Linked DNA regions of Mus musculus: all the other regions are linked to region 1. A link is a contact called in public Hi-C, HiCAR-type and promoter capture Hi-C data. All regions are on one chromosome and are shown on one strand. Each heading gives the region's core, a stretch centred on a gene start, on an enhancer-like site or on the middle of the called end of the contact. The rest is flanking DNA. Distances are from core to core; before and after follow the strand shown.

Region 1 (3,026 bases), core at 320-2,819:
GGATAATTCTAGAGTATCTTTTCCCCAGCCTATGCAGGCACATATAGGTGTACACAGAGAATTATAGAGAACAATCAGGAAAACATCTACAAACAAATTGTCCTTTTGGTAGTTTAAAAAAAATATCTGGGAGGATGCTAAACGGGCTATTTCTCTCTTCCTTCCTTCCTTCCTTCCTTCCTTCCTTCCTTCCTTCCTTCCTTCTTTCCTTCCTTCCTTCCTTTCCTTAAAGGACAAAAATTCCGTATGAAAATTCAGTGATAATGCAGAAAGATGAGGCTGTCAAATATGCAGAAAATAAGCAATGTATATGGGCACAATCATAAACAAGTCAGTTACATCATGCCATCTATAGCTCTGGGAATATTAAGGAAGAGGAAGGAGAAAGAAGTAAGGAGAAAAGATGAGATGGCCATAACATGTCATTCTCCAGATTCCATACAACTATTGTAGTCAGTGACTCAGAGCACCTGTATTTACCTGCACTGACCTCACTCAAGACTAACCCTAGCTACAATCAGTCTCCAAAGAGGAGAGGGTCACAGGACCCCACCCTGACTGTGGCAATAAGTCAGTTTTAGGAGAAGGGGAAATCACTGTGCTTAGTTGTGTCTCATCTGCTGAGACCAGCAGGTTCCAAAACATAGTTCCAAAACCAGTGTCTCACAGATGATCCTGATTAATCATGATGGGTCACAAAACAAAATGAATCGAAATGAATATGAGAAAGAGAGAGAGAGAGAGAGTGAGAGAGAGAGAGAGAGAGAAGGAGATTAGTTGGAAGTATGGGCCAGAATTGTAGGGAGTGGGGAATTACAGTGTGCACTACTTATTAAATTCAGTTTGCATATTCTATATTGTCACTACTTCCTTCAGGCATTTGCTATTGTTTTGTTGCCCACAACCATTTTGTTCCTATTTTGAGTTTATTAACATACTTTACAAACTTTGACCTTCTTGAACATGACTCTGGTTTTCAGTTCTGTATATTGGATATTTAAGCTCCTTTCCTTAGGGGATACAGATATGATTAGTGTTTAGAGGCAACAACGTTCAATTTTTGTTTTATTTTGTTTTGGGAAAAGGATCTGAGTGAGCATCAGAATTTACTCCTCTGTGTGTGTGTGTGTGTGTGTGTGTGTGTGTGTGCTGGTATTCCAAGGAGGGGAAGTTAGAATAACATATCTGATGGGATCAGAACCCATGTTGGAGGTCAGATACTGGGTGCATCATCCTATTTGATCCAATTCTGGTCAAGCCTGGCAACAAGTATAGGGGATGATGAGAGCAAAGAGCAAGTCCAGGTCTGGCAGCTGGAGCTGTGTGGCAGGCTGCCCAAAACTGAGTGGGAGGAGCTGTTCCTGATGGGTGGACACCCCTGTCTGAGCAGATGATTTAGGGGGGTGGGGGTGGGGCAAAACAAAACCAGCTGGGAAGTAAAGTAAATTAAAGTAAAACAGGCCTATAGTAAGCGGGTTTAAAGGAATCGCATAACCGGAAGTGGGCTATGTTGGGCGGGTACAGGAGGAGCTTCTCTAAGAAAACAAGCGTGAGTGACAGGAAATTCCACCTTTCCCTGAAGAACTCAGGGAGCCGCACGGTCTGGAAGTGGGGTTGGAAGAACCCGGCCGTGTATTAGGGTACCCGAAAACTTCCTTAAGACTCAGGTGCCTCTGGGAGCATTTTGGAAGCGTCAGCAGCCCGGCAGCGGGAACCTCCCAGGTCAGAGGGGCTGGGGGGCTGGGAAAAGGGTGGGAGCGGAGAAGCAGGGGTGTGTTTTCCTCCGCGGCTCTTAAGGACGCCGCTTTCATAATTCTGCCATGGTTATCTTAGCGTTGTCGGGAAGTTTGAGATCCTATGAACTGGGGGTTTATCGTGATGTTTTCGTTTATCTTATGGTTGCCAGAATATTTTCCGAAAATAATCTCGTAGAGCATTTGCAGAATCTGCAGTTCGCACGCAGAGCTCTCTTTGCTCCAGCAGTTACAAAGCTCCTCGAATTCAAATTCACTCATGCTTTCTTAACACCCCTGTTCCACCATTTCCTATTCAAGAGAGTGGCCATTGGCCCGGAGAATGGGCATCCTCGGAGAGTTTTGCAGATATTAGTCATCTGAAGAACCAGTTGAGATTTGATTGAGTCAGAAAATATACATGACTAAGCACCATAGTTAGAGCTGTGAACTTTAAATATTACTGGGCAAAGCTTTACTCCCCGTTTTGCTTTGGTTTTGGTTTTGGTTTCCATCTTAGATGTGCACACTCTGTGATGTAAATACTGCAGTCAGAAATGTGTCTTTATATGTTGAGTTACAACTGAAAACTGAGGACGTGACTGCTCTAAGGTATGGTTGAGGAGAAAATTTATTGTAAGTTATGTTAATCCTGAGATTTGCCTGAGACAAATCAGTACCACCATTTGGGCAAGTATTATTAAATATTAAATACTGACCAAGCTATGGACTTTGGCCTCATGCTACAGGAGTTTATAAAGACAAACCTGCATACATTCCCATGAGAGTTTGTTACTTTTCCAAGAACTACAACTCCCAGCATTTTAGGAAGTTATTTGGTTCTTGGGTAGGTAGTGCTTACATGTTAATTTTGGGCTTCACAGTATGAGAGAACAGAGGTATCTGGAAGGGTCCAAACTTAACCTGGCCGTGACTTGGGGGGTTGAAAGGGGGAGTTAGGGAATAGGAGGCTCCCAAGAGAGGAAACAGGTGCCAAGGAAACAGTTATCCAAAGATGTCCACTATGATATATTAATAGGCACCTCAGTTAGCCATTTTTCCTAAGCTCCTTTGATATCTAACAAGGCCAGACCAGCATGCATGCTGTGGAAGGGCAATGTCAAGCCACCTTATTGTTATAGATAGAAAACTCACTCTAAATTAAATAAAATTAGAAAGCCCTTTTTGAATAATTATGATTGCTCACTTACATCAGAAACGTGTCTCCTTAGTTCAAGAAAAGCACATGTGGCCAAACTGTTCATTATTTCATGGTCTGTTGATATTGAATTC
Region 2 (3,026 bases), core at 293-2,792, 1.9 Mb after region 1:
GGTGCCTGAAGGAGAAAAAACATCACACATTTACTGTGACCGGAGGCAACACATTCTATGCTAAAAGTTAAGTGTTAGGGGGTTAGAAGAATCCCACAGCTCCTCCACACATTACCCCTGTCAAAGAAGGGTGACACTGTCTAAAAAATCTCACATTAGTTCTGGCTGTATAAGGACTATAAAGGATCAGTAAACACCAACAGTATTTATTCATTGAGAAAGTGTCTTAGTTATTTGTCTTAGTATTCCACGCCACCTTTAAAGTCTCCATTTTCCTACCCCAGCTTTCTTCCCACATGCTGGCATTACTGATCTGTGCCACCATGCCTAACACAATACCAGTTAATGCCCATCAGATCAAGTTTTGCAACTCTCTTCCATACCACTAAAATTCAAACAAAAATTAAGGGTTTTTTTATTTCAACAACAAAGACAAGCTCAGTAATAATAACCTTACTATTCCATCAACTTCTGCTTTATCCAGCCTGCCCCTCCCTCATTCTGCACTATCTTATTCACACTTTCTGAAGGGACTTTGCCAGCTCCAGCATGGTGACCATGACTCTGGTAGGCCTTGCCCCTTTCCTCTCTCTGCCTTGCTAAAAACTCTCAGATTACATTCCTAAAGCTACACCCAAAGTCTATTCCTTTATTTGGCCAATTCCTCCTCCTGACACTTACTATGAAGGCCCAGCTATCAAAGCATTGAAGTCTGGCAACCGAAAGGCACCTCTGGCTCACCTAATTAATGTGCCAGCTAAACACCTCGTCCTAATAAGGGGATTCTCATTTTACCTCTATAAGCCGCCATTTGCCTATGGGTCACATCTGTCTCCTCTCTATCTAGAAACAGTCATTTGTCCCACTTCTGGACAAATACTCCTAACCCCTCTCTCTTGCCCCTTTCTGCCCTCTTCTTTGTTCCCTTCCCCTTCTTCCTCTATCTCCTGTCTCTGACCTTTATCCGGGCCTTCTGTACCTCTAAGACAAATAAATCTTTGTGCTGAGAACTTGGTCTGAGAACTTGGTCTTGGAAGTTCTCCCCAGATACTTTCCCTTTCGCTTCCATCGCCTGCTTTTCTTTCTGTCACACATTATGGCAGTTTAGCTGTTCTCTCACCCTCCTCTCCACTCTTGCCAGCATCTCCAGACCCTGCTTTCTTTTTCCTTTCCACCAGGCGCCGCGGCAAGCTGCTCCTCTGCTATTCTGTCACCCGCGGCACTCTCTAGTACCGCATCACCTGGCACTGCCCGCACAAACGATAGTCATGTCTCCTCCCCGACCGCTGAAGCTTTTGAATCCGTGCCCCCGCTCCTTCCTGGCTCCATCCCCTCCCCTGGCTCCGCTGCCATCTCTCTCTCCCACGTTCCTACTTCCTCAGTCTCGCAGCTCTCCGCGTCACCGAGTGGAGCTTTGCACACAAGATGGGGACTCCAGGGCAGAGGTCCGGGTTCTGAGTGCCAGCAACCGGCCTAAAGAATCTGGGAAAACTCACCCAGCTACAAAATTTATGCAGAGCAAAACCGCTTCCGGGTCGCTGCGCAGGAGTGCATTCAGCATTCGCGGTCAGATCCGGGGTAAAATAAGGCGGGACCAGAGAACAAGTGATTGACGCTAACAAGGGGCGGTACCTAGAAAGGAAGCTGCTCTGAGAAGGAAATTTTAGGGCATGCTGGCCACTGCGTGCTAGTGGGACTTGGAACAGGAAACTGTTGCTTGGAGGGGACAGTATTTAAAGAAATGTTTATGGGCTAGAGAGGACCTGAATGCTGAGAATGGCGTGGTGAGGGCTTAGAACTGTTTCGGAAAACAGCGGGGTGGGGGTGGAGGGTCAAACCAAATAATGGACTAGAAGGGAGTGTGGGGATGCATTGGAGAGTAGGATAGTGCTCAAGTACAAGTGGGCATGGGTCTGGCTCTACAAGGGGATTCAGAGTAGGTTGTGTTCTTGGTGCACAGTTCTCAGTCCCTCCTTATTCTCCCACAGGTTCCTAGCTCTAAGGAGCAGGGCTCCTGAGCATTGTCAATCAGTAACCATGCATAGGTAGGAGAGTCGGGGACGATGGTGAATATAAGCAAGCATTGATTTTATTTTTAATTCGAAGAGTTTTATATATAAAAACAATTACCTATTTTAAAAGTTATATTTTCTGTTACAAAAGAGAATTGCATTCACAAAGGTCATGAACGATTGGCATTGAAGATCGATTCTTTTTTTAAGTGCCAACTTTTCTCTTTGTAATAAAAATAACAATTTAAAAATATTTTAAGTGCTTTTTGGCTTGAAAGTTTGAAACAGCATATAAGCTATTTTGGCATTCTCATTGAAAGTTCTTACTGTATCTACTTTAAATAGAAACAAACTCTTGCATACAAGTACATGTGTTCTAAAGGATGTTTGTGACAGCAGTCTGCAGATGTAACTGTCAAAGGTCAGCGGGAATAATTTGAGGAATGGCTAATGAAAAATATTTCTTCTCATTTCCACCATGTAGCATATCTACAGTTCATCAAACATTTCCAAAGGAAGTACACATAGAATTCAACAAACTATCACCAGTATAGAATAATGAGATGCACTGAGTTTCCCTGGTACTTCACCATTGCAAAGTACTTTCAGATACATACTTTTAAATATATAATGAATAGTAATCATTTCACCCTACACTACTGTCTCATGATCCCTACTACTTCCTGCTGAACATTTTAATATATGCATTATGTTAGTAGAAAGTCATTTGCTATTCATCCTATTGAAAGCAGTTGCTCAGAGTCTGGACATCCTCTCTGCAAATGTCCTTCAAAATGCCATGTCCTTGGGCAGGTTGCCCCCCTAAATCTGAAGCAGAGGTAAGAAAAAGAGAAGAGGAAACAAAGATATTTAAAATATGGTATTGCTCTTGAGAACCACTAGAAGGTGAACCATTTCCATAAGGATTCTTTTATCTCATGAATATGTGCCTAGGGTCCTGTACTGGCTGGTTTTGTGTGTCAACTTGACACAAGCTGAAGGTATCACAGAGAA
Region 3 (3,026 bases), core at 134-2,633, 1.4 Mb after region 1:
CCCAAATGCCATTCAGTGTCAGAATATTGAAAAATATTTAGAAAACATTTTCAGTTAGTCTAGCGTGAACCTCACTTCCAATCACAGCTTCTTGAAAACTTATGGGTAGAAATGAAACTGGATGATTGGAATGAGAATAATATACACTAATAAAGTTCTGAACTTATCATGAACTGAAAATGATGGAAGCCTTTGTAGCTTGATCATGGACTTTTTTTTTCTCTCTCTCTCTCTTTCTCTTTAGGACAGCAGCTTGGCCACTTTCTGACCCAAGGGGCTGGAAATGGCAGTTATGGCCCTAAGAGAAACCTGGGGATGATGCTGGGGTAGGAGGGGAGGCTAGTCATTTCAGTGCCTCCAGGGCCTTAAAACCTGGAAATCCCTTCATTACTCAGTGTTAACAGATTACATTGTTCCAGCTTTAATGACCAAGCAATACTTCAGGACCCACTGTTCTTTTCCAGTACGTCATTTCACATGCTCCAAAGACACTATAAACACCCATCCCTCTGCCTAGCCTTCCAACTCTCTTCCCTTTCAGAGTAGCTGCCATTCTGTTTATCTGCAATATATCTCTTGCACGATGTTTGTTGTGTGGTGTGACTTTGTTGTATTGCTTTTGCTCCTGACTGCAAAGATGCCCTTGCTCTTAAAAATTCCTTACATGTTCCTTTCATTACTGATAGTTAAAACCTCTCCGTAGGTGCCAAGTTCCCAGGTATACAAAGAAATTAGTGTGGACTAATGTAAATTTCAGGAGCGTTGTCCTTTCTATCATAGCAAAATAACAAGAACAAAACAAAAACAACAACCAAACCAAACACGTTTGCCAATATTAACAGATAGTTTCAAATACTCCACTAGAGTACTTCTATAAGAAAAATTTGCCAAGAGAATAAATGGAAAAAAAATCAGTATTCATCAACTTAGTATGGTCTAAAATCTATGGGCAAGGGCAAGACATGAAGAGCAGAATTTTGAGAGCTGTCATTTTTATGAGTAGCCGAGGAAATATCTCACCCCTGTCTGATTCCTTCCCTTTCCCAGCCCCTTAGCTCCTCTAACCTGGTAGGTTACAGCCCTCCCCCACTGGGCTGTGGTTCCACCGGTTGGGCTGCTGCCTGCTGACTCTCCCAGGATGCCCCGCGCGGCACCTGAGGCTCAGGGTAGTTTTTTGCGTCCCCTTGAAACCCTTCTTGTATCCTCTGACTCCAGGTCTGCATCACAAGATTCTCCACGGTGCATGCCAGCGAGTTCCTCGAGGAAGACGTCCTTGCCACTTTTGGGTTTGGCTCCTCAGTCAACTTACCTAGGTTCACTAAAGAACAGTCCCAGCTATCACGCCACTCCTCTAATCCCAGCTCCATTCAACACACTTCCTCCACACAACACACTTCCTCCACACCCATATACTGTCCCCAACGGCTGTTTCCGGTGAGTGGCCCCACCCCCCCGGAGACAGGTCCCTCCCTATCAGTCTCAGGCTGCGGTCCACACAGTTCCAGCTGTCAAGCTTCTCTGAACCCGCTCTCCACAGACTCCCCACAAGTTTGCTGTCAGCGTAGACTAGAACTGGATCTGACAGGACGCTGCACCCGGATATCTGACCACCATACTGAGTTCTGAACCCTTCAGATAAAAGATAGCCTTACACCTCGACTTGACTACCAGCCCGTGAGCGACAAACTTATCCCAAACAATCCCAACACACAAAAATGACAAGTCAAAACCAAATCCTGAAAATTTGACTTGCGGAGAGACATTTAAAGAACTTGGATTTTGAAAAGAAATAGGTGTCTCAAGAAGTCAGTGAATTTATCTTGAGCTGCATGGCTTTCACCACTAGATGGTGGTCTTGCCATTTTCCTAATTCAGAGAGGAGTTTGTCTTCTGTGACTCAAGATAAAAGTGCTTTGAGATAAAACAGACTGTACTAACCCAGCATAATCCCAAAGAATAAACTAAACATTTTCTCTCCTGCCCACGAATAAGCTTAGTCTTCACCCCTTATCAAGAAACTTTTCTCTACTACAGAGACCACTGTAAAAAACTACAGTAATCACAATGCAGAGTTGTGATCATTATGGGGTAGGTCATTATGAATGTTTTGTCTACATTGCCCACTATAATAACTATGATCACCTTGTCTCTGGTGATTCGATGCTGCCACCTGGCCTTTGTTACCTTGGGGCAAAATTAAATCCATTACATTTAATTCATTCAATTGAGTAGCAGTATCTCCAACCCTAAGGTCTGGCACAAGGAAAAGGGCAAGAACAAAACTCTTCAAATGTGCTGTTGCCCCTCTCGCCAGTTTTTGTCCAGAGATACTAAGAGCAACAAGCCAGGCAAATCAGTTTTCTTATTTCCCTCCAAATTGTAGAAAACTTCGTGTACAGGGTCACCTAATTCACACCAGTCACAGTTGATGAATCAAGATAATCAAAGGCATTTGCATATAGTTTCCACCACTGGCCTCCTATATTCTCCAAGCTCCCAGGGGAGAAAGTATCTGGAGAAATTTCAGGAGTTGAAGGTGCCTAGTGAATTAGAAGATGCTGACAAATTATTAAACGGATTCCAGATTCTTAAGACATTCATTCTTATACTTCTGCTCCTCTAGAACCAATCCTGGTACCAACTTGTGTCTTAGTTAGGATTCTCTAGAGTCACATAACTTATGGAATATCTCTATATACATTAAGGGGATTTATTGTAATGACTTACAGTCTGTAGTCCAACTAACCCAACAATGGGAAGCTGTGAATGGGAAGTCCAAGATTCTAATAGTTGCTCAGTCCCATGAAGCTAGTTGTTTAAGCTGGTCTTCTATGGAAGTAGGTTTCAACAGATATGCTGGTGAGTGGTTGAAGAAGAGTGAATCTTCCTTCTTCCAGTGTCCTTATGTAGCCCTCTAGTAGAAGGTGTGGCCCAGATTAAAGGTGTGTACTACCACGCCTGGATCTGGGACTTGCTTTGTTCCAGGCCTAGAACTCTGCCTGCTTCAGTGTCCTGGAATTAAAGGT
Region 4 (3,026 bases), core at 169-2,668, 1.4 Mb after region 1:
GGGTTCAAGCCACAGACAAAACAAACACAGGAACTAAGCCAAACTAAACCAAACCAAACCAAAAAACAGTTTGTGTTCATGGACAAAGTGGTTTTCTAGAACTAAGGAGACAAAATACTTTTGCTGTCTTTTTTCTGATATAGAAGAGCTAAAGTAATTATTTGAAAGATGATTTATAGTACCATCATATACAATATAATACCTTTTCTGTTTTATTTCTTTTTTCCTTTTCCTTCTCCCTCTTCCCACTGACATTTCTCTGTGGTTCTAGCTGTCCTTAAACTCCCTTTATGTACCAGGGTGGCAAGGAACTCCCAGATCCAATTGCCTCAGTTTCCTAAGTGTAGGCATTAAAGGCTTGTGATTAAAGGATTAAAGGGTTATAGGATACAGGGATTAAAGGATTAAAAACTGGTTTATAATGTCCTTTCTAACTGTGAACTGTAGCAGATGTGCAACTTGGTTATCATGTTGGTCCCCTAACAACTGGAGCAGAGGCTGTCTCTGACTCTGTTGACTGCCTTTGGATCCCCTTTCCCTAACTGGGCTGCCTTGTCTAGCCTCAATAGCCTCAGTGCAGTGCCTAATCCCACTGCATCTTGATATGCCAAGGAGGGTGGATATCCACAGGAGGCTTTCCCTTCTCTGAGGATAAAGAGAGGAAGGTGTAGGATAGGGGGAGGAAGGTAGTGGAGGAGTGAGAGACTAGAAGGAGAGGAAGAAGTGATGACAATCACTTCTAGTTATATTTACAACTATATCTACGAAACTCGCAACAAATATACGCTGAGATTCAGTTACATTTCCAGCCATTCCTTTCATGAGTAATAGCTAAAAGCTCTCTGGGGATGTTAAGTCACCAAGTATGTCCTGGGTATAACAGTGGAGTTAGCATGGATGTAAGTAAATTTAAAGAGCTTTATCCTTTATCTCAACAAAGAGAACTGGTTTGCAAACTTCAGTAGATAAACTAAAATATTCTACTATTCTACTATTTTGAATATTTTGGCAATCATTTGGTCAATGAAAAACACATCAGGATTATTTCAGTTTATATGCACTAAAATATATCGAGCCAGCTTACTTATGAACACCAGAAAAACTGATCACGCCCTGCTCTCTTCCGGCCCCTTCCCAGCCCCGTAGCTCCTTTGACTTGGGAGGTTTCTGAGCTATGGTTCCAGCTGCTGTGCTGCTGACTCTCCCAAGATGCCCCGCGCGGCACACGGCTGGCCGGCGTTTTACCTTCCCCTAAATTCCTCCCCGTTCTGCTATCCCAGGTCTACACTACGCGATTCCCTACGGTGCAGGGCCGTGAGCTCTGGACGTGAACAGGTCGTTAACACTTTTGGCTTTGGTTCTCAACTTACCTGGCTTCACTCACCTAGTTTCCCAGCTTCCGCTCACGTCACTCCTCTAACTCCTCCCACTCAACACTTTTCTACACTTCCTGGTAACGTCCAATGTGCTTGCACCCTCCGTTTCCGGGTGAGTGGCCCTGCCCCGCGGAGACCCGTCCCTCCCACTTTGTCTCTGGCTGCCTTCCACACAGGCCCAGCTGTCAGCTCGCCCAGCCTCCCCTCATGCTTGCTGCTAGCTAGACCAGAAGTGGATCTGGTAGGACTTTGCACCCCGATATCTGACCCCCATAGTGAGTTCAGAACCATTTAGATAAATGACCGGAAGCCTAACACCTCCTGGACTTCCAGCCGCTGGAATACATACTTTGTACCAAACAACAACAACACAGGCTAAATTCAGAAGCCCAAGTCCCATCCCCAAAACACAAACATGAGAAGCCAAAAGCAAATCCTAAAATTTTGACTTGGGAGAGACTTTTAAAGAACTTGGAATTTGAAAAGAAATAGGTGTCTCAAGAATTCAGTGGCTCTTTGCTATCCGCCCAGGGCCGAATTCATCCTGTGCTGTACTGATGTTACCACTAGATGGCGGTCTGTCATTTTACTAACTCAGAAAGGAGTTAGTCTTGTGATTTATGCTTAAAGTGAGAAAAACCAATTCTTTCTTTCTTTCTTTCTTTCTTTCTTTCTTTCTTTCTTTCTTTCTTTCTTTCTTTCTTTCTTTCTTTCTTTCTTTCTTCCTTCCTTCCTTCCTTCCTTCCTTCCTTCCTTCTCTCCTCCCTTCCTTCCACCCCTCTATTTATTTATTTATTTATTTATCTATTTATCTCTTTCTCTCTTCCTCCCTCCCTCCCTCCCTCCCTTTTTTCTGGAGTGTTGAATGCAGAGACCTTAACTTGCACAGATGCAAAAAATAAGGTATATGGTTCTAGTCTTAATATAGTCAGTTACTAGTTAGTTCATCTAGCTTGGTGAACACCAAAGAAGAGGTGGTTAGGATATAAGAAGGAAAAGAGGAGAGGATGGGCTAAGACACACTATTCTCTAGACTCCATACAATTATTGTAATCAGTAACCAACAGCAGCTGTCTTTATGTTCACTGGCCTCACACAAGACCACAGTCATTCTAGGAACTGGAACAGCTCACTTTACCTCCCAGAGGTTGGCTATGGATAGATTGTAGGAGAATAATCACTACCTTTAGTTGTCATCTTGTGCTGAGCACATCAGGCTCCAACACATAGCTCCTATCTTACTGGGTCCCTGGCAATATGAATAGAGATGAACACAATCGAGAGGTTTGTTGGAATTGTAAATCAGAAGAGCAGAGTTTTAGGAGTGGAATATGTACTTTATATCAAAAGTATACCAAAATATTGGGCAATACTTGATGTGGACATACAAATGCAATATGCAAGTGTGAAATAGCTAATAATAGAAAACTTGGGGGAGGTCATTCATTCACTCACTCATTCATTTGAGAAAGGTTTTCTTTGTGTAACACAATTATTAATGAAGTGTGCTACCATGCCCAGTTCAAAAAACATTTTTTTAAAAGAAACATATTTATTTCTTTTACATGAGTGCTCTATCTACATGTACACCTGCATACCAGGAGAGGGCATTGGATCCCATTACAGATGGTTGTGAGTCATGATGTGATT
Region 5 (3,026 bases), core at 195-2,694, 1.4 Mb after region 1:
TATTTTCTGATGTAGATGAGTTATAATTATTCACAAGATTATTTCTAATATTGTCATATACTATAATTAATGCCTTTTAATTTTGTTTCATTCTCTCTGTCTCTTTCTTTTTGCTGCAAAACTGGGTTTCTCTGTGCAGCCTTGGGTTTCCTTAAACTCATTCTGTAGACCAGGCTGGCAAAGAACTCCACCTGCCTCTGCCTCTGGAGTGTTGGGAATATAGGTGTGTACCACCACCAAATGCTGTCTAACTGTGAAAACCCTGTAGCCTGATTCCCTCAAACAGCATACTGTGATTTTCCAGGCTCTAATTTGCAACATTAAGAACTCAGAAGAAGACAAAAAAAAATTTTTTTTGTCTGACTTGCCTGCCTTCCTTACTTTTTTTCTCTCCTTCCCTCCCTCTTATCCATCCTTCCTTCTTCCTTCCCCTTGTTTGTCTTGTTGTTGTATTTATATTTAAGTTTTTGGAGACAGGGTCTCACAATGTAGCTGTGGTAGTCCTGGAACTCACGATGTAGATCAGGTTGGCCTACAAACTCAGTGAGATCCATCTGTCTTTGTCTCCTGACTGCTGAGATAAAAGATGAGTGTCACCAAGCCTGGCGGCACCCTTTTCACAACGCTATATTTACATCACAGAGTGAATACACAGAGTTTTAGATGAAAAATTAATGGTGGATAAAACGTTGACTTTTAAAAGTTAATGTTTACATCCATACCTGTGGAACTCACAACAAATTGTACTCTTAATTAAATTTGCAGGTGTTCCTTTCATGACTAATATCTAGAAGCTTTCATGGAATCATAGTCCCTAGGTCCATATGCCACTCTCTTGAATAAGGAAGTGGTAGCACACGGAAGTTAGTATGGATAATCGAAAATCTCAAGAGCTTTGTCCTTTCCACCATAGCAAAGAGAACCGCGTTTGCAAATATCAACCGATAAATTTAAATGTTCTACTAGGTTATTCGTAGGAGAATATGTGGAGGGTAGAAGATCAATTAAAAATAGCACTATTCAGTCAATATTATTGAAAAATGTATCGACGAGGGTAAGACATCCAACAGCACAGTTTTGAGAGCTGTCATCTTTATGAGTTGCGGAGACATTGATCATGCTCTGCTCCACTCCCGCCCGTTCTGCAGCCCCGCAGCTCCTCTGACCTGGAAGGTTCCAGGGCCGCCAGGCTGCTGTTCCCGCCGCGGCGCTGCTGACTCTCCCAGGACGCCCCGCCTGGCACCTGTAGCTTTGGGGGTTCACGGGTCCCGCGAGACCCCGGCCGTGTGCTCTGCAGGCAAGTCTGCACCACGCGACTCCACACAGTGCAGACCCTAGGCCGGAAACGCGTTCTTAACACTTTAGGCTCTGACTATTTAGCCTCAATTCCTTAGGCTCACACACATTGCATCTCAGTATCCCTGCTGGTCACTCCTCTAAACTCGCCCACTCCACACCCTTCCTCTACACCCAGCCAATGTGTAACATCCTCCCATCCTCTGCTTCCGGGTGAGTGGCTCCGCCCCACGGAAATCAGTCCCTCCCACTCGGTCTCAGGCTTCCTCCCACAGATCCAGCTGTAAGGCTGACCTGGCCTTGATCTGCACGGTCTTCCCACCTGCTTGTTGCGAGCCTGGACCAGAACTGGATCTGATATGACGCAGCATCCCGGTATCTGACCCCCATAGTGAGTTCTGAACCCGTCAGATACAAAATAGGCATCCTAACACCCCCATTGGACTATGAGCCTCTGGGCCATATAATATATACCAAAGAGCAAAACAGGCTAAATTCAGATGCCAGAATGCCATCTATTAAAATGCAAACGTGAGAACTCAAAACCATATACTGCAATTTTGATTTGGGGAGAGACTTTTCAGGAACGTGGAACATAGTCTTCGTTTTAAAATAAAGAAAAATCCTACCTGATAAACAGCTTAAAGGAAGAAGCCATTGAAAAGTCCTACCCGCCTATGATGTCTATGAACCACATCAGTGGTCCCCAGTTACCTTTGCATAATTTTAGTTTAATATAAATTGCGGTGTTTTAAGATTTAAACTTCATTAAAAGCTTTTGCAAGTTTCTTAACTTTATGTTTCCATTACTTACACAGTTGTGATTTGTAAGTAGACCTCTGGGGAGTTAACATTTTCTTATACTATAATTGCATGGATTTTCAGAAAAACCAAGATGAAACAAATAATTGAGAAATCAGTAATCAGCTTTAGGGTGCAACTCAGAGTACATGTTTCTGTTTTTAAATATTTTTTCTCAGAAATTGATGAAGAAGAATTTAATGCACTCAGATTCACAATACTTGGGTAAACTAATGTACCATAATGAAGATTACTGTTTTGATGACCCAGACTTTGTAATATTAAAGGCTCCATTTAAAACATCAAAGGCCTTTTCTTTCTTTCCGGGGGGTGGGGGGAAAAAGAGAGAGAGAGAGAGAGAGAGAGAGAGAGATAGAATCACTAGATTCTTCAAAAGTTATTGATGTAAAGCAAATATTCTGCCAGATGTCAGAGTTTCTAGATGATTTGAGGCAGGTCTGCAGTGGACAGCTATTGCTTATTTCTTTCCTCCATTGTCTGAGTTCCACACACTGTTGTGTTTCTTAACTTTCCTTTTACAGTTATTCTCAAGTCAACTCTCTACAATGACTCCTGAGATCATTTACCAGAAGGGTATCAGTGTATCCTCCACTGAGAAGAAAATGAAGGATGTAATATGAATGAATACCTACATATAAGGAAGGCAATTACAGAACAATGCTACTTCATGGACTCACATTAGGTTTATATTTGTAAAAAAAAAAAATTCCAATCTGACATCAGCATAGTCAAGTAAATTTTGTTTTATACTAGTGTTAAGTCACTGTAATTCAGATACAATAAGGTGCAATGTCTTCTAACAGTTACAACAGGCAGGACACCTGTTGTGTCCTGCTCATTCACTTGCCCACCATGGTTGTGGCTATATCATCTCCATGTTTCTGGGCAATCTCATTTGCCTCAGACAG
Region 6 (3,026 bases), core at 385-2,884, 1.3 Mb after region 1:
AAAGCCTCCCCAGCATGGTCCTGACATTGCCCCTCCTTCTTGAAGAAGTCCACAGTCACACCAGTGGCTGTGAACTGACCACAAAGTACAAAACAGCAGTAAAAATATTTGTCTTGGTTCACACCTTTAATCCTAGCACTCAGGAGACAGAGTTGGGTGGAACTCAGTGACTTCCACTCCAGCCTGGTCTACAAGGTGAGTTTAGTCCAGATGTAGCAACAGAATGGGCTCAGGGATCAAACACAGCAAACAAAAGAACTAAAAAATTACAGTTTGGTTGTATGTCCATAGAGTCCTTTACTAGAAAGGAGACAAAAGACTACTATTGACATTTTTCTAATATAGAAGAGTTAATTTTTCAAAAGACGCTTTATAGTTTTATAGTTTACAACAATACGTTTCATTCGTGTTTTCATTTTTCTTCTCCCGTTTCCAATAGACGGGATTTCTCCATAGCCCTGACTGTCCTTAAACCATGTCTGTATACCAGGATGACAAGGATCTTCTAGACCTACCTGCCTGTTTCCCAAGATAGGGATTAAAGATTTGTGCTTATAATGTCCTTTCTAACTGTGAACTGTAACAGATGTGCAGCTTAGTTGTCATGTGGGCCCTGTAACAACTGGAGCAGAGCCTGTCTCTGACTCTGTTGTCTGCCTTTGGATTCCTTTTCCAACTGGGCAGTCTTGTCTAGCCTCAATGGTAGATAAGCCTAGTCCTACTGCAACTAGACTGGCTGAGCCACTGGACTCCTCCCCTTCTCTGAGGAGAAATGGAGGAGGAAATTGGTGGAGGAGAAGCAGGAGGAATGGACTGGGAGGAGAGGAAGTGGGGGGAGGGGTGGTGTTTGCGATAGAAGTGTAAAGTAAATAAATTAATAATGAGAAATAAAAGTTTACTTATAAATGTTAATGTTCACAACCATACCTATGTAATTTGCAAAAATAAAATATTCTTTCAGATTATTTGCAACCACTCCTTTATATATAGTATCTAAAAGATATCCGGGGATGCCAAGTCACTGTAAGTCTCCTGGTAAAACAGGCCAGTTAGAGTGAATGAATGTAAATTTCAAGAGCTTTTTCCTTTTAACCTGAACAAACAGAATTGGTTTTCAAAAATCAATACATAAATTCAAATATTCTACTACAGTATTCTAATAGGAACATTTGGCATTCAGAAGTCAATTTAAAAAAAAAAAAAAAAAAAAACAGGATTAGTCCGATTTATGTGAGCTAAAAGTTCTCGACAAGGGAAGAAAGACATCTACAGCAGAATTCCCGAGCCAGGTTCCTTAGAAGCAGAAGACAAACCGATCACACCCTGTTCCCTTCCCGCCCTTTTCCAACCCCACAGCTCCTCTGACCTGGGCGGTTCCAGGGCCGCCTGGCTCCGGTTCTCGCCGCTTTGCGACTGATTGCTGATTCCTCCAGGATGCCCCGCAAGGCACCCGCGGCTGCCTGGAGTTTTAGCTTCCCACGAAGTCCTCTGTGTCCTCTGACCCCAGGTCTGAACCACGCGATTCCCCACGGGGCAGGGCCGCGAGCTCTGGACCTGACAGGTCCTTGACACTTCTGGTTCTTCGTCCCACGTTTCCAGCCTCCCACACCCAGTTTCCAGCTTCCGTTCACGTCACTGCCCTAACTCCTCCCACTGGGAATACTCCTCCCACTCGGAACACTATGTTTTCCACCCCCACCTAATGTCTAACAACCTTCCACCATGTTTCTGGGTGAATATCCCTGCCCCGCGAACACGTCCCTCCCACTTTGTCTCAGGCTTCCTGCCATACAGCTCCAGCTGTCAGGCTGCTTCGGACCCGCTATGCACAGCCTCCCAGTGGCCACTGTCTGCCTAGACCAGAACTGGGCCTAATAGGACGCTGCACCCCGGTATCTGATCCCCATCCTGGGTACTGAATCCTTTAGATGCAAAATAGCCTAAAACTAGCCTCTAGGACACATACTTCATACCAAACAATAACAGGCTAACTTGAGAAGCCAGAGTCCCATTCCCAACACACAAACATAGGAAGCCAATACCAAATTCTGAAAATTTGACTATGGTACAGACATTCAAAGAACTTGGATTTTGAAAAAAAAAAAGAAAGGTGTCTAAAGAAGTCAGTAGTCATCGTTTTGTCATCAGCATAGGGCTGAAGTCATCCCGCACTGTACTGCTTTCACCACTAGATGTCATTTTACTAACTCAGAAAGGCATTTGTCTTCTGTGAGTCATTCACGAGGCTCTTTTCTCATGACAGATTTCTGGTGGATGCAGACTCTTGGCTAGCCCAGTCGCAAAAAAAAAAAAAAAAAAAAAAAAGTAAAGTACGTGGTTCTAGTCATAAAAAAGTCTGTTACTCTATAACAACTCCAGCTCTGGGAACACTGAGGAAGAAGAGTAGGTTAGGAAATAAGGGAAAGAGGGAAAAGGGCTAAGACACACCATCCTCTAGATCCCATACAACTATTGTAATCAGTAACCAACAGCAACTGTCCTTCCCTGCACTGGCCTCACACAAGACCACAGTCAGTCTAGGAAGTGGAACAGCTCTCTATATGTTGGCTATGGATAGAGTGTAGAAGAATCACTGCCTTTAGTTGTCATCCTATACTGAGCACATCAGACTCCAGCAAGGTCTCACAAATGACTCTGGTTCATCTCAGTGATCCCAGGCAAAAATGAATGGAGATGAACACAGTAGAGTGACTGTTGGAACTGTGGACCATAGTGAAGAGGTAGGAGGTGAGAGTGGCAGTATTTGAAGTGGGCACAGAAACACACAATGCTGTCATGTGTGTGTGTCTGTGTTTGTGATATATCTAATAATAGAAAAGGGGGGGGGGTATTTATTCATCCATTCATTATAGACAGAGTTTCTCTGTGTGTACCTGTGTTTAAAAGCTGGTGCTAAGCCGGGTGTGGTGGCGCACACCTTTGATCCTAGCACTCGGGAGGCAGAGGCAGGTGGATTTCTGAGTTAGAGGCCTGCCTGGTCTACAAAGTGAGTTCTAGGACAGCCA
Region 7 (3,026 bases), core at 343-2,842, 1.2 Mb after region 1:
GATAAAAAGAAAATTCTACGGCGATCCCCCAATTCTCATGCAGTGTCAGAATACTGAAAATATTTAGGAAGCATTTTCAGTTAGTGTAACTTGAACCTCACTTTCAGTCACAGCTCAGTCAAGTCTCAGGGGCACAAATGGAACTGAATGACTGGGATGAGAATATGATACACTAGAGAGGTTCTGAATTTATTATGGACTAAAAAAGGATGGAAGCTTTACACTGTCAAAGATCTCACAATTGCAGAATAACTTGCCTCTTCCTGAGGAGGAACAAGGGAGGCTGGAAGCAAACTGTTCTCACCCACACAAACCAGAGTGCTGAAATTCTGCAACAAGGCCTTCCCAGAAGGGTCCTGACACTGCCTGTTCTTCTGGAAGTCCACAGTCACACCAGTGGCTGAGAAATGACCACAAAATACAAAACAGCAGTTTAAGTCCTTGTCCTGGTGCACACCTTTAGTCCCAAATGTAGGGATTAAAGGCGTGTGCCAATACCACCTGGTTTATAATGCGCAAACTGTGAAAATACTGTGACCTATACCCTCAAATAGCCTACTGTGCCTTTCCAGGTTCTAGGAACTCAGCACAAAAACACGATTTTCTTTTCTTTCTTTCTTTCTTTCTGTCCTTTTGTTTTTTGTTGTTGTTGAGACAGGAGCTCATCATGTAGCTCTGGCTATCCTGACCTCACCAAGCAGACCAGGCTGGTCTCCAACTCTTTGATCTGCCTGCCTCTGTCCTCCCTCCCCCATGCTGGGATTAAAGATGCATGCCAACAAGCCTGGTGCATTTATAGCAGAATATTGCATTTACATCAGGGAGTGCATGTCTCCGAAGGAAAGGTAATGGTGGGTATAGAGTTTACTTTTAAATGTTAATGGTTAAAACCATATCTATGAAACTCGCAAAAAAATATGCTTTTGGATTCAATTACATTTGCAGCCACTCCTTTCATGACTGCTGTCTAAAAGCTCTCAGCAGATGCCAAGTCACCAAGTATGTTCACGGGTATAACAAGGGAGTTAGCATGGATGAATGTAAATTCCAAGAGCTTTGTCCTTTTCACCTAAATAAAGAGAACTGTTTTGCAAGCATCAAAAGATAAATTCAAATATTCTCCTAGACCACTCTACTATGAATATTTTGGCAATCAGGTGAACAATAAAAAACAAATCAGGATTACTTCAGTTCATATGACCTAAAATTGTGTTGACAAGGGAAGAAACCCACAGCAAAACTTCAGAGCTTGCTTCCTTAGGAACAGCAGAGAAACTGATCACAGCCTGGTCCCCTCCCTCCCCTTTCCCAGCCCCTCAGCTTCTCTGACCTGGGAGGATCCAGGGCGGTAGGGAGGCGGGTCCAGCTGCTGCACTGCAGACTTCCCCACCATTCCCCGCGCGGCGCCCACGTCAGCCCCGAGTTTTACCTTCCCCGAAGTCCACCCTGTGTTCTGACCCCAGGTCTGCACCACATGATTCCCCACGGTGCAGGCCTGCTTGCTCTGCACCTGAACAGGTCATTGACACTCAGGCTTTGGCTCTCAGTACAACTACCCAGGCCTCATCAGCCGGTTCCCAGCTTCCGTTTACGTCACCCCCTAACTCCTCCCACTCTGAACACTTTTCTACATCACACACCCGCCTCAACAGGCCACATCCTCACACCCTCTGTTTCCGGGTAAGTGGCCCCGCCTTACGGAGATAGCTCCCTCCCATTCTGTGTCAAGCTGCCTTCCACACAGCTCCAGATGTCAGGCTGAACAGTCTCCCCTCATGCTTGCTGCCAGCCTAGACCAGAAGTGAGAAGTGGACCTGCTAGGAGGCTGTGCACCCAATGTTTGACACACACAGTGAGTTTTGAACCCTTTATATCCAAGATAGCCTGACACCTGGACTTGACAACCAGCCTCTGGGCTACATAGTTCATACCAAACAGCAACAGGCTCTCCCATCCCAACACACAAACATGAGAAGCCAAAATACTGAAATTCTGACTTAGGGAGAGACATTTAAAGAACTTAAGTCAGAGATCTGGTAGCTTTTGCTACCAGCCCAAGGCAGAATTCACCCCGCAGTGTACTGCTTTCACCACAAGAAGGCAGACTTGCCAGTTCACTAACTCAGAAAGACATTAGCCTTCTATGACTCATACTTAAAGTCCTTTGAGAGAAAATATAGAATTTCTTCCTTCTGTCGTTCCTTCCTTCCTTCTTTCCTTCCTTTTTTAATAGAGTGATGGGTGCAGAGACTCTTGACTATCCTGATAGAGAAAATAAGTAAAACTTAAGCCGTCAGCTACACCATCAATCTCTACCTCTGGGGACACCACCAAGGAAGAAGAGGTGGTTAGGAAATAAGAAGGGAAAAAGGAGGGGAAAGGCTAAGACACGACACAGCATTCTCCAGACCATACAACTATTGTAATCAGTAACCAACAGCAGCTGTCTTTATGTGCACTGGCCTCACACAAGACCACAGTCAGTGTAGGTTAGGGAATGGCACACACAACCTCTCAGATGTTGACTATGGATAGATTCATAGATTCTAGAAGAGTGATGTGCCTTTAGCATATCAGGGTCCAGCACACATCAGGCTCCAAACCCACAGTCTCACAAATGGCTCTGGTTCATCTCAGTGGATCACAAGCAATATGAATAGATATGGACACAGTAGAGTGACTGTTGGAATTGTGAACCAGGATAGTGGAGAGGTAGGAGATGAGAGTGGGCAGTATTTGATGTGAGCGCACAAATGCACACACACATTCTGTGTGTATATACATGTATATGTGAGTGTAAAATAGTTAATAATAGAAAGATTGGGAGGATTCATTCATTCATTCATTCAGGACAGGATTTTGCCATGTAAACCTGTTTTTAAAGGCAACAGTTTAAATGATTACATCAGTCTGTAATTTATTGCTTGGTAGCATCAGTATCTTATGGGATTTTTGTTTTTGTTGACTTTGTTGTTGTTTTGCAAGATAAGTTGGCCTTGAATTCACTGAGATGAACCTACTCTGGC

What was found. Promoter capture Hi-C pulls out the DNA fragments that hold promoters and counts their contacts. A called contact is a pair of places that touch in the nucleus more often than the background predicts. HiCAR-type assays count read pairs that join an accessible place to other places.
Region 2: a promoter capture Hi-C map of hippocampal neurons shows a contact between it and region 1, with 12 times the contacts expected there. The contact joins the promoter of Zfp160 here to the promoter of Zfp945 in region 1. A contact is called at or near these places in 6 of 39 promoter capture datasets (the 3T3-L1 cell line, hippocampal neurons, liver and 2 more), 1 of 484 Hi-C or Micro-C datasets (B cells) and 1 of 9 other capture datasets (liver).
Region 3: a promoter capture Hi-C map of hippocampal neurons shows a contact between it and region 1, with 5 times the contacts expected there. The contact joins the promoter of Zfp54 here to the promoter of Zfp945 in region 1. A contact is called at or near these places in 3 of 39 promoter capture datasets (hippocampal neurons, liver and pre-B cells) and 1 of 115 datasets of contacts at active chromatin or transcription factors (pancreatic cancer cells).
Region 4: a contact with region 1 is called in a Hi-C map of B cells, with 5 read pairs. The contact joins the promoter of Zfp51 here to the promoter of Zfp945 in region 1. A contact is called at or near these places in 1 of 39 promoter capture datasets (hippocampal neurons), 1 of 484 Hi-C or Micro-C datasets (B cells) and 1 of 115 datasets of contacts at active chromatin or transcription factors (astrocytes).
Region 5: a HiCAR-type map of astrocytes shows a contact between it and region 1, with 4 times the contacts expected there. The contact joins the promoter of Zfp53 here to the promoter of Zfp945 in region 1. A contact is called at or near these places in 5 of 39 promoter capture datasets (the 3T3-L1 cell line, hippocampal neurons, liver and 1 more) and 1 of 115 datasets of contacts at active chromatin or transcription factors (astrocytes).
Region 6: a contact with region 1 is called in a promoter capture Hi-C map of liver, with 14 times the contacts expected there. The contact joins the promoter of Zfp948 here to the promoter of Zfp945 in region 1. A contact is called at or near these places in 5 of 39 promoter capture datasets (the 3T3-L1 cell line, hippocampal neurons, liver and 1 more), 2 of 115 datasets of contacts at active chromatin or transcription factors (astrocytes and fibro-adipogenic progenitors) and 1 of 9 other capture datasets (adipose tissue).
Region 7: a contact with region 1 is called in a promoter capture Hi-C map of liver, with 9 times the contacts expected there. The contact joins the promoter of Zfp983 here to the promoter of Zfp945 in region 1. A contact is called at or near these places in 5 of 39 promoter capture datasets (the C10 cell line, hippocampal neurons, liver and 1 more) and 1 of 9 other capture datasets (adipose tissue).

What each region holds. Positions count from the first base shown.
Region 1 is chr17:22,865,677-22,868,702 of GRCm38.p6, reverse strand. It overlaps Zfp945 (zinc finger protein 945), which reads left to right and starts at 1,569. Exons shown (of 5, transcript NM_001110254.1): 1 at 1,569-1,722.
Region 2 is chr17:21,007,457-21,010,482 of GRCm38.p6, reverse strand. Zfp160 (zinc finger protein 160) reads right to left here and starts at 1,542. Exons shown (of 5, transcript NM_145483.2): 1 at 1,497-1,542.
Region 3 is chr17:21,421,601-21,424,626 of GRCm38.p6, reverse strand. Zfp54 (zinc finger protein 54) reads right to left here and starts at 1,383. Exons shown (of 5, transcript NM_001379357.1): 1 at 1,310-1,383.
Region 4 is chr17:21,448,766-21,451,791 of GRCm38.p6, reverse strand. Zfp51 (zinc finger protein 51) reads right to left here and starts at 1,418. Exons shown (of 5, transcript NM_009558.4): 1 at 1,371-1,418.
Region 5 is chr17:21,487,406-21,490,431 of GRCm38.p6, reverse strand. Zfp53 (zinc finger protein 53) reads right to left here and starts at 1,444. Exons shown (of 5, transcript NM_013843.3): 1 at 1,167-1,444.
Region 6 is chr17:21,565,586-21,568,611 of GRCm38.p6, reverse strand. It overlaps Zfp948 (zinc finger protein 948), which reads right to left and starts at 1,634. Exons shown (of 6, transcript NM_001002008.2): 1 at 1,367-1,634.
Region 7 is chr17:21,649,177-21,652,202 of GRCm38.p6, reverse strand. Zfp983 (zinc finger protein 983) reads right to left here and starts at 1,592. Exons shown (of 7, transcript NM_001357098.1): 1 at 1,331-1,592; 2 at 258-400.